Regions from separate parts of the Sus scrofa genome. Here all the other regions are linked to region 1. A link is a contact called in public HiChIP or PLAC-seq and promoter capture Hi-C data. All regions are on one chromosome and are shown on one strand. Each heading gives the region's core, a stretch centred on a gene start, on an enhancer-like site or on the middle of the called end of the contact. The rest is flanking DNA. Distances are from core to core; before and after follow the strand shown.

Region 1 (2,924 bases), core at 114-2,613:
CTAATTCATCTGTTTGTCTTTCCATTCGCCAATGCCATTATACTACCAAGGATTTTATTGCTTTCCAAGGATCATTGCAATAGTTTCCTATCTGATTTTCCTGCTTACCTCTTTCCCATCCAGTAATCATTCCGTGACAGTAATCGTCAATAAACAAACAGCTCTCATCACAAAAATTCTTTGCTTTAGAGTTCCCACTGTGGCACATCAGGTTGAGAACCTGACTAGTATCCATGAGAATGCAGGTTTGATCCCTGGCCTCACTCAGTGGGTTAAGGATCTGGTGTCACAGTAGGTTACAGAAGCAGCTTGGATCCAGCGTTGTTGTGGCTGTGGTGTGGGCCAGCAGCTGCAGCCATTTGACCCCTAGCCTGGGAACTTCCATATGCAGCAAGTGTGGCTCTAAAAAGAAAAAAAAAATTTCTTTGCTCGAAAATACGTAATGGCTCCCCATTTCTCACTAGATTAAGTGTACATAACACAGACTTGTACCCATTCAAGGCTTCTTCATGTCACCTACCAGAGAGAGCTTTCCTGATCTACCTCGGAAGCCCTATCACTGTTCCCAGGTCTGAGTCCCCTAAATGCACTACAACTTTTCCTCTATCAGAGACCCTGGTATTCGTGAACCTATGTTGTCTCTCTCCTCTCCTGTGAGATGCTTAATTATAGTCTCTGCATCAAATCTTCTCCTGTGCTATGCGGTAGCTAGCTGAATAGCAGACCCCAAAAAGGGGTGCAACGCATACTTGTCCATTTGAATCGCTAGCAAACCTGGAGGGCAGGAATTTTGGTCTTTTGCATCCCAAAGGTCCAGCACAGTACTGGGCACACAGTAGGCGCTCAGAGAACACTACCGAACCAATAACGGTACAGAGCGCAAGGGGGCACTGCAGAACTCCAGAGATGAAGATACAGGAAGGGCTGGTGGCACAGAGTCCAGGCTGGAACTGGCCATCCCCCAGAGCGTTGCTCCTCCGGACGACACGCAGCGCAGGCCGGGCAATGCGGGCAGTGCTTAAACATTTTCTTGAAAAAAAAAAAAAAAAAGCGGAAACCGAAAACAAAATTATGTGTATCCGTTGATACACACTACCTACATAATACAAAAAAAAAAATTCAATATCCAGGTATGTGTACACATATATAACAGGTAACTGTGCGTCTATAAATAAATTAATATGTGCACAGACTTAACTCTGAATGGAGAGAGTGGCGGGGAAGACGACGGGGACGCCCCTTAACCCCACTGGGACCGCCGGACTAGAGCGGCGCGGCCGCTGCGCGGCTTGGGCCTTCCTGCTTGCCGTCCGCCGCCTCCGCCATTGGTTGGGCTCTGGCAGCTGACCCGGCGGCGACGGGGCGAGGGAGCTTCAAGGATGGCGGCGTCTGCGGCGCTGATCCTGCGAGAGAGTCCCAGGTAGTCCCAGGGCGGGTGGGCACCGGTGGCAGCCGCCCCGGGTGGCGCGGGTTGGGCGGGCGCCAGGATGTCACCTGCGTCTGTCGCCGGGGCGCGGGGGCGGGGCCCGCGTGGAGGGGCGGGGCGGGGCTGCCGAAATCCCAGCTCGGGCCCCGCAGGAGTGCATGGGACTGTGGGCGTCTCCACCTGCACGGTGGGTCCTTGCGTGGGTTTCCAGTGCACCTGGCAGTTGAGGTCAGGACGGCAGTGTGTGGCCCTTGTCACTCTTCCCAGAGGCTGGTATCACCAACACCCAGGCCATCCTTGGAGTAATACTGAAATCCCGTGGAAAGGGATTCCATTTCCTCCTTCACTTCTCTTTCAGACCTTATGATGATGAGAAAGATTCCCATTGGTTCTGGATGCTCTATAATACCTAACACGTGTTAATATCCCTTTTCAATCAAGATAGAGTAGGCCTCAGGCCGGGACTTTTTGGGTGGTGACAGTATCTAGGCAGAATTTGATAATGTTTATGCTTTTGCTTTTATTTCTTTTTTTGTTAATTGCTTTATTTAGTTCTTTTCTACTCATGATTAGTAAGGTCGGCTGTCTGTGGTGGTGATACAAATTAAAATAAAATTTTTTTTAAGTAAAAATAACTTCATTTAATGAAAAATAATAGTGCAGGTGGTGTGCGGCTGCAGAAAAGTGCGGAAATATGTAGGCAAATAATTGAAATTGGGAAGTAACTACTTTGTGCCTAGATTGAACAGGAATCTTTTCCAAGAAGAGAGTTGTCATCTTAAAGTTTTTCCTTCTTTGATTCCTTGAGTTCAGACAGCCAGTTGCTCTCCTCACACTAATGTCTTGGGTAACACACTGCGTCAGTAAACTGTATCCAGTATGTTGCAGTATAATTGTTCTTAGCACATGATTTAAAGTTGATTATTACAGTTGAAGCAGGGTTTTAAAACTGTGTACTTAGTGACCCCACCTGATATTGTATGTGGTATTTATTTTTTATTCCATTATCTGCCACACACCAGTCTTCTTTCTATTTTTGGTGTAATTGCCATTTCCCTTTTCCCACTCTTAGCAGAGTTCCATTTTGAGTAAGTAGGTATTAAAGTACAATTCCCCACAGAGTGCAAGCTTCCCTTAGTAGTTTGCCTTTTGCTCAGAAGAAGGGGAAGATTTGCCAAATGCAGCTTTTGAACAGAAGTACTTTGGGGCAGGGGCATCTTTTGGAAATGTCCTGCCTTTTTTGCTGGCCAGTATCTGTGGGGCTTTTTGTAATTTTTTATTAAAATTTTTTTTAAGTTTCAGATTTACCTTTTGGCAGAATTGTTGAAATGAAAACTTGCAGACAGCTCTAGTTGCAGCAACTACATTTCGACTTGGAAAACTCATTTTAAAACTTTGTTTTATGAATTTATTTAGCATGAAAAAAGCAGTGTTGCTGATAAATGAAATAGACATAGGAAGATTTCCACGACTGCTCACCCGAATTCTTCAAAAACTT
Region 2 (2,924 bases), core at 145-2,644, 450 kb after region 1:
AACTGTCCGCGAGGTCGGGGTCCCGGGCGGCGCCCGGCATGTGCGCGGCGCGGGTGGGGAAGCTTGCAACACGGAGCCCGGCGGTCTCTGGGGCGCAGGGCGGAGAAGAACGTCGGGCAGGGCTCACAGCTGCTCCCCCAGGGCCGAGCAACGCTCGAGAGACAGACACAAGACAAAATAAAACGCAGGCACCACAAAGCCGAGAGCGCTTTGCCTACCGCGGCCCTGGGACCCGCAGGAGGGAGCGGAGCTGCCCGGGAGGTGGGGCGCGCCGGGACGCCCCAGCCGTACCTTTTCGGTGCATCGACGGGCAGGCGGCCGGGGCTCGGAGCGGGCTGGCACAGCGTGTATCCCATTTAGTAATCCATTATCAAGGGGTTCTCTCTGGGCCGCGAGCTGCGCTCTCTCCTCCGCAAGCCTTTGTCATTCCTACATATGTGCTTGTCTCTTTGGGGTAACAGTCGCGGCGACTACTTTCTGGGATGCAAATGCTCTGGGTTCATCTCCAATGACAAGCGGAGAAGGGAAAAGGAAAAAAGAAAGAAAAAAAAAACCAACAAGAAAGGAGTAAATGTTCAAGAAACTCTTCTTCAAATCCAAATTCCACTTGGATTCCACTCCAGCGAGTCCCTTCGGTAGTGTCTGCGCCGATTAACAAGTCATTTCAGGGTGGGGGGCGGGGTGGGGGCTGGGGCAAGGGTATATGCTCTAGCCCCGCTCGCCGACCGGGAGCGCTACCCCGCGGGTGTGGCGACGCTGGCCGCTGCCGCCACTCCTAAGCGGGCATCGCGGGCGGTCGGCCCCGCGGAGAAGCGCCGCTGCTGCGTCCCGAGCGCCTGGACAGCCGAGTGCGCGGGGAGCGGAGTTGGCTGCAGCCTCACCCCGTGCGGCTCACTACTCCTCTGTCACCGGAGAGGCCTCCGCTCCAGGGCGGAGCCAAGTCCCGGACTGGATTGCGCAAGGCGGACTCTCCTCCTGCAACCCCGCCTCCTTTGGCTGGCGTCTTCTCCGACCCAAAGGAGAGCAGTGGTCTCTAGGAGTGAACGCGAGTGATCGAGGTGGAGGGGGAGAGAATCTACGCCATGTGACCGTAGGTGGAGCCTTGGACCGACTGGCCAGTGCAGCTTCCTTCCACCACTATTCCGGGCCCCACCACGCGCTAGGCGGAGGTCCCTGCGGGGGCAATGCCGGCAGGATCCCAGCCCTCGCCTCCCCCACCCCTGGCATTTGCTCTAGCGAGGAAAAAAAAATCCCGGACAGCATTGCTGAGCACGGCCAAATCAGAAAAATAAATAAAAATAGACGTATTGCAGGAGCGAGTTACAAGAAGGGATTTGTTCATCGATTTTCTTAAATGGAAAAGTTTTAAAGGATGAGGGTAAGTGAATGGCAAGTGTTTCTAATTCTGATTACAGTATCAAAGGTGGATTCCAGAAGTGATGGAAGCTCCACGCACCCAGATGAACTGGATAGAAGCCGGTGCGCTTAAAAAAACACCTCGAAAATATGAACACAACTATTAGTTAACATACCTATAACACAACACGTTAATAAAGCATGTTAAGCAAACAAATTGTAGTGCAAAGAATGCTGTTAACAACGATGATGTTTTTAAACGTAGGAAATATGTAAACTATTCTTAGAAACAATTATGTAAACTTCAGAAATAAAACACAATTCCAGCGAGAATCCAACAGCTTCATGGAATAAGTAAATCGCAACTTCTTCCAAGGCGCTTTTGTTAACACCACCAGAAGAATGGCAGGCACAGCCTTTTTCTGTCTCTTAAAAGTTCACTCGCCAAAAAGCTTTGCAGTTACAGGCTTGGGCCAATTGGCCAGGCCACACGATGTCCCCCTCCCCCGGCCGCTGCGCGCATGGTAGCGTGTTGTTCCCCAAGTGGGCTTCTCGCGTGGTGAGGGCTGTAAGCCACAGCCTTTAAAGAAAGTAACTCGGAGCGACCAAGCAGTTCTCCAGTCAATATTTACTAGTTTTGGGCTTGGCCGAGAAAAGCATTGGGAGGGAGATCAGGGTCCCCCCTCGCCTTTAGGCCTAATAAACGCATTAGATACTGTACCTATTCCCTAATTGGGGCTAGGAACCAAGTCCCCCTTTTTTGCAGTTCATACAAGGAAACAAAGTTACATCTGCTCGTGGGGGCTCACAAATAATAAAAATATACATATGTAAAGATTTATAATAAGTAAGTTATTAAATAAATTAAAAAATATATTTCCACAAACCATTTAGAAAAGGTGGGGAGAATGGTTGAGTGGAAAAAGGCTTTTGCCGAAGCTGCCGGCAGGGGCCGCTATCCTCACCTTTCCCAGGCAAAAACCGCGGCGGATCCGTAGTGACTGGGGGTTGGGAGCCGAGGGCTGCGGCCATGGGGGGCGGAGCCCGCTCCGGGAGAGGGCTGGGGCGTGGGGGCGGCGGACTTGGTAGCGCGCTCCCGCGCACTGGTGGGGAACTGGGTCGTGGACGTGCCTTTCGAATCCAGTCGGCACCCAGGCAGAGGCCCTCGCCGGCCGCGACCGCTGGATGCTCGGCTGCGCTATGTAACGACCAGATTTCGACGTAAAACCTCAAGCTGATCCATGCGCCCCCTGCGCGGTCCCGCAGTCTGCAGATCGGGCCCAAGAGGTCCCAGGGATTCTCTGTACAGCGTCTCCATTCAGACCGGGTCGCCGAGGCCCCTTCTTTGCTCTCTGCCTCTGATTTACATGCTGACTGGGTCTGGGAAAAGTTCTTTTAATTGGCAGAATTAGGCAGAGCAAACGAATTGTTTCACAGGCTGAACCAAATTAATTCCGGGTTTAGCTTCTTCCCTTGGAGAAACAAACAATTAAGCTGTCTTGTTTGCTTTATGGATGTATTGGAAGTGCCCCACATCGAGTTTCAGGATATGTTTTTAAAGGGAAGTT
Region 3 (2,924 bases), core at 188-2,687, 270 kb before region 1:
ATACTAAGACAAACCCTTTGAAAGTCTGTTCCTGCTTATAGTAAACTGATAGGAAAAAGGGGTAACCACAATCTATAAAATTAAGGGGATTCATTTAAAGAAAGATTCTAGCAGTTAGCCACATAACTAATCATAGGTTTCTATTTCTCTACTGGTGCATCATGTGGAAATAACTGAACAGATTTCCACCAAATGTAGAGGCAGTGTGATTTAAAAAGGGGACCGTGCTAGGAGAGACAATTATCCTCCCTAGCAGCAGAAAGTGAGGTTGGATGAAAGGGCATGGGATCACTAAGCACAACGTAGGATACCTACACTTTAATAAGACTCTGGTCTGAGAAAGCCTGTCTCATGGCCAGGGTCAACCTCTTTCAACAGGGGATGTTGATTTCCTGCTTTTCTCAGCAACTCTACAGAGTGTCCCATTTAGGAATTTCTGTATTTTACAATGGTGAACTAATTCTCAAGAAATAAAGGCTGAAGACAGCTAGTTCAAGCAATGAAATGATTCATTTACAAGCGTTCCAAAAAGGTGTTTTGCTTTGTTCTGTTTATTTAAAAGAGTGATGCCTATGCCTTTAATTCTCTCTTAGCATTCTTCATACTGGGTAAATCTCCCGTTTTTGGTCCAATTCACACTAACTGATTAAAACACAGCAACCTAATCGGAAGGTGTGGATTTTAATTGATTTACCACTGACCATCCCTATCACCTAAAATCATTACTCAAATTATTAGGTTCCTCATTAAGCATCTGGAACTACTGAGGTCCCAATGAGCGCCCACCTTCCGATAGCTCACGGTCTGCCCGATTCAAAGGAAGATGCGAGCACAGCATACTAAATGCTGTGGCACTCATGTGCGTCCAGAGATAGCTTCCTGAAAGGCACTCAAGGCAAACGTCTTAAAAGCCGAAAAGTATACTTCCTCTCTCCTGCTCAAAAACCTCGTCTTGAGCCGGCCCTGGTCTGGAACCCGCCCTCCTCTAATTTTCATTAGCTGCCATCCCTACTTGAACTGTAAGGAAGGCTTAAGCTTCTCTGCCCAAAGTGAAACTTCTCGAAAATTACTTTTTTTCTTGGTGTCACCGGCAGGTTCTTCTGTTCCGGGGGAAACTGAAGCGGAAGAAGGGGGTTCCGGAGTGGCAGTTTCTGGGGAGACCTCCGTAGGTCCATCGCCCTCAGCAGCAGTTGCGGGCGGGAGCTGCAGCGCAGACTCCGGCTCCTCTGCCATCTTGCACCGAGAGAGGTGAGGGCGGAAGTGGTCGCTCCGCGCGCGTCGTGGGCGGGCTTTGAGCTGGTGAGAGTCGCTAGGAAGGCGCCGGAGTAGGCGGGTATCCAACCTACTACGAAAGTCAGTATTGCAGCCTGGTCCCCTATGTCCAACCTGCTGCAGTCTTCTGACCGTTGATAACGCAACTGCTTCCCCCAAGACAACAAATCTCCGGAAATGTTCGGTGAGCAACGGCCCCACGAGCTGCCGAATGCGCAAGCGCCGCTTTGCTAGGCGCTCCGGCCTGAAGCTGTTTCCGCTTCCCTCCGCGCTGGCCCCGCCCAGGCCCCGCCCCACCCAAGCCCCGCCCCGCAGCCTGGAGGCGCGCGCGCGCGCGCGCGTGCGGGAGGGGGCGGGTGGGGAAGGATCGCCAGAGAGATCCGAGGCGAGCCTCGCGCGCCCGCCCCCGCCCTGGCCCCCAGCTCCCACCCGGTGGGCCCGGCTCAGCCATGATCAAGGCGATCCTCATCTTTAATAACCACGGGAAGCCGCGGCTCTCCAAGTTCTACCAGCCCTACGTGAGTACCCTGCCGCCGCCAACCCGGGCGAGGGGGAGTCGTTGGCTGCCGGCTGCGCCCTCAGGGCGACCCCCTCAGGCGCGCCGCGGCCCTGCTCGCGCCCTGGCCGTCTCGCGCTCGCGGCTGTCAGCCTCCGGGTGGGTGTGAGCGAGGTGCCCACTTCCCGCCGCGCTCCCTTCCTCCGACGTGGCTCTGTCCAGGCGGCTCCTCCGCCCGTCTGTGGGCTGGGTGGTTTCCTGGCTGAATGGGCGAGGCTCTGGAGACTTCCCGGTGCTGGGCCGAAGCCGGTCTGGCATCCGCAGCCCACCTGCGCCGCGAGCCCACCCGGCGCTCTCGCCTTTCCGCTGCCCGCGGCTTGTGTTAGCCGCCCAGGGAGACCGAGCGGGGCCGGTTGCCTCGCAGCCCCACCTCCCTGAGTTCCAGCCTTTCCTGGTGGACTTCTTTCTCTTTTCCTGTGGGCTCATGGGCTACTGCTTTTCGCCGTAATCCTCTCGTCGCGCAGGAACTTTGGCTTCCTGCGTTGGAGACCTGCACGCTCTGTATAGTCTCTCCTGTTAGGCTGCCATACGTGATACACTGCCCACTGTGGCTTTCAGGTGTCTCCTTTTAAAGGAAAAAGATAAGTGAGGACTTAACGTTTTCCTGTGGCTGTTCCCCTTGGTGGCTACAATTTATTTACTCTTGGAATAACTGGCGACCATTGTATTTGACCGATTAGAACTGTGATTCTATATCTCAAAGTTAGAATTTCAGCGGCTGGTTTGGCATTTGTCTACGTAAGGGAATTTTCCCTAATTTATAGCTTTTCTGCTACTTACGAGAAGTAGTAATATTAAACTCTTTTAAACGGGTACATACTGTTGAAAAATGCAGAAGGTTTCAAGGTGATGACGATAAGTTATCATTGGTTGAGGGAGGGTCATAGACAGGTGTGCGTATCTGAGGGCAAAATCCACCACGAGGTAAAACATGAAATTGGACTCTGTGGTAGGAATAATGTAGAGATATACCTATGTGTGGTGTTGGGGCATTTTGCTTAGAGCCAAAAATAAACTTTCAGTTAAATATTGAAATTGTGCCAAGGCTAACACTTTTATGCAGATAAATCCCAGATGGAAATCATTCCTGCCATTA

Evidence for each region. Promoter capture Hi-C pulls out the DNA fragments that hold promoters and counts their contacts. HiChIP or PLAC-seq counts read pairs in DNA pulled down with a chosen protein or histone mark.
Region 2: an H3K27ac HiChIP or PLAC-seq map of skeletal muscle shows a contact between it and region 1, with 8 times the contacts expected there. The contact joins the promoter of SEMA6A here to the promoter of COMMD10 in region 1. A contact is called at or near these places in 2 of 5 promoter capture datasets (fetal liver and fetal skeletal muscle), 1 of 47 Hi-C or Micro-C datasets (skeletal muscle) and 2 of 2 datasets of contacts at active chromatin or transcription factors (alveolar macrophages and skeletal muscle).
Region 3: a contact with region 1 is called in a promoter capture Hi-C map of liver, with 4 times the contacts expected there. The contact joins the promoter of ATG12 here to the promoter of COMMD10 in region 1. A contact is called at or near these places in 1 of 5 promoter capture datasets (liver), 4 of 47 Hi-C or Micro-C datasets (alveolar macrophages, embryonic fibroblasts, liver and 1 more) and 1 of 2 datasets of contacts at active chromatin or transcription factors (alveolar macrophages).

Annotation. Positions count from the first base shown.
Region 1 is chr2:120,237,260-120,240,183 of Sscrofa11.1, forward strand. COMMD10 (COMM domain containing 10) reads left to right here and starts at 1,364. Exons shown (of 7, transcript NM_001267840.1): 1 at 1,364-1,420; 2 at 2,843-2,924. The coding sequence starts at 1,380.
Region 2 is chr2:120,686,203-120,689,126 of Sscrofa11.1, forward strand. SEMA6A (semaphorin-6A) reads right to left here and starts at 1,395. Exons shown (of 18, transcript XM_005661593.3): 1 at 292-1,395.
Region 3 is chr2:119,964,265-119,967,188 of Sscrofa11.1, forward strand. It overlaps ATG12 (autophagy related 12), which reads right to left and starts at 1,438. Exons shown (of 4, transcript NM_001190282.1): 1 at 1,071-1,438. The coding sequence starts at 1,233. AP3S1 (AP-3 complex subunit sigma-1) reads left to right here and starts at 1,275. Exons shown (of 6, transcript XM_021084654.1): 1 at 1,275-1,790. The coding sequence starts at 1,722.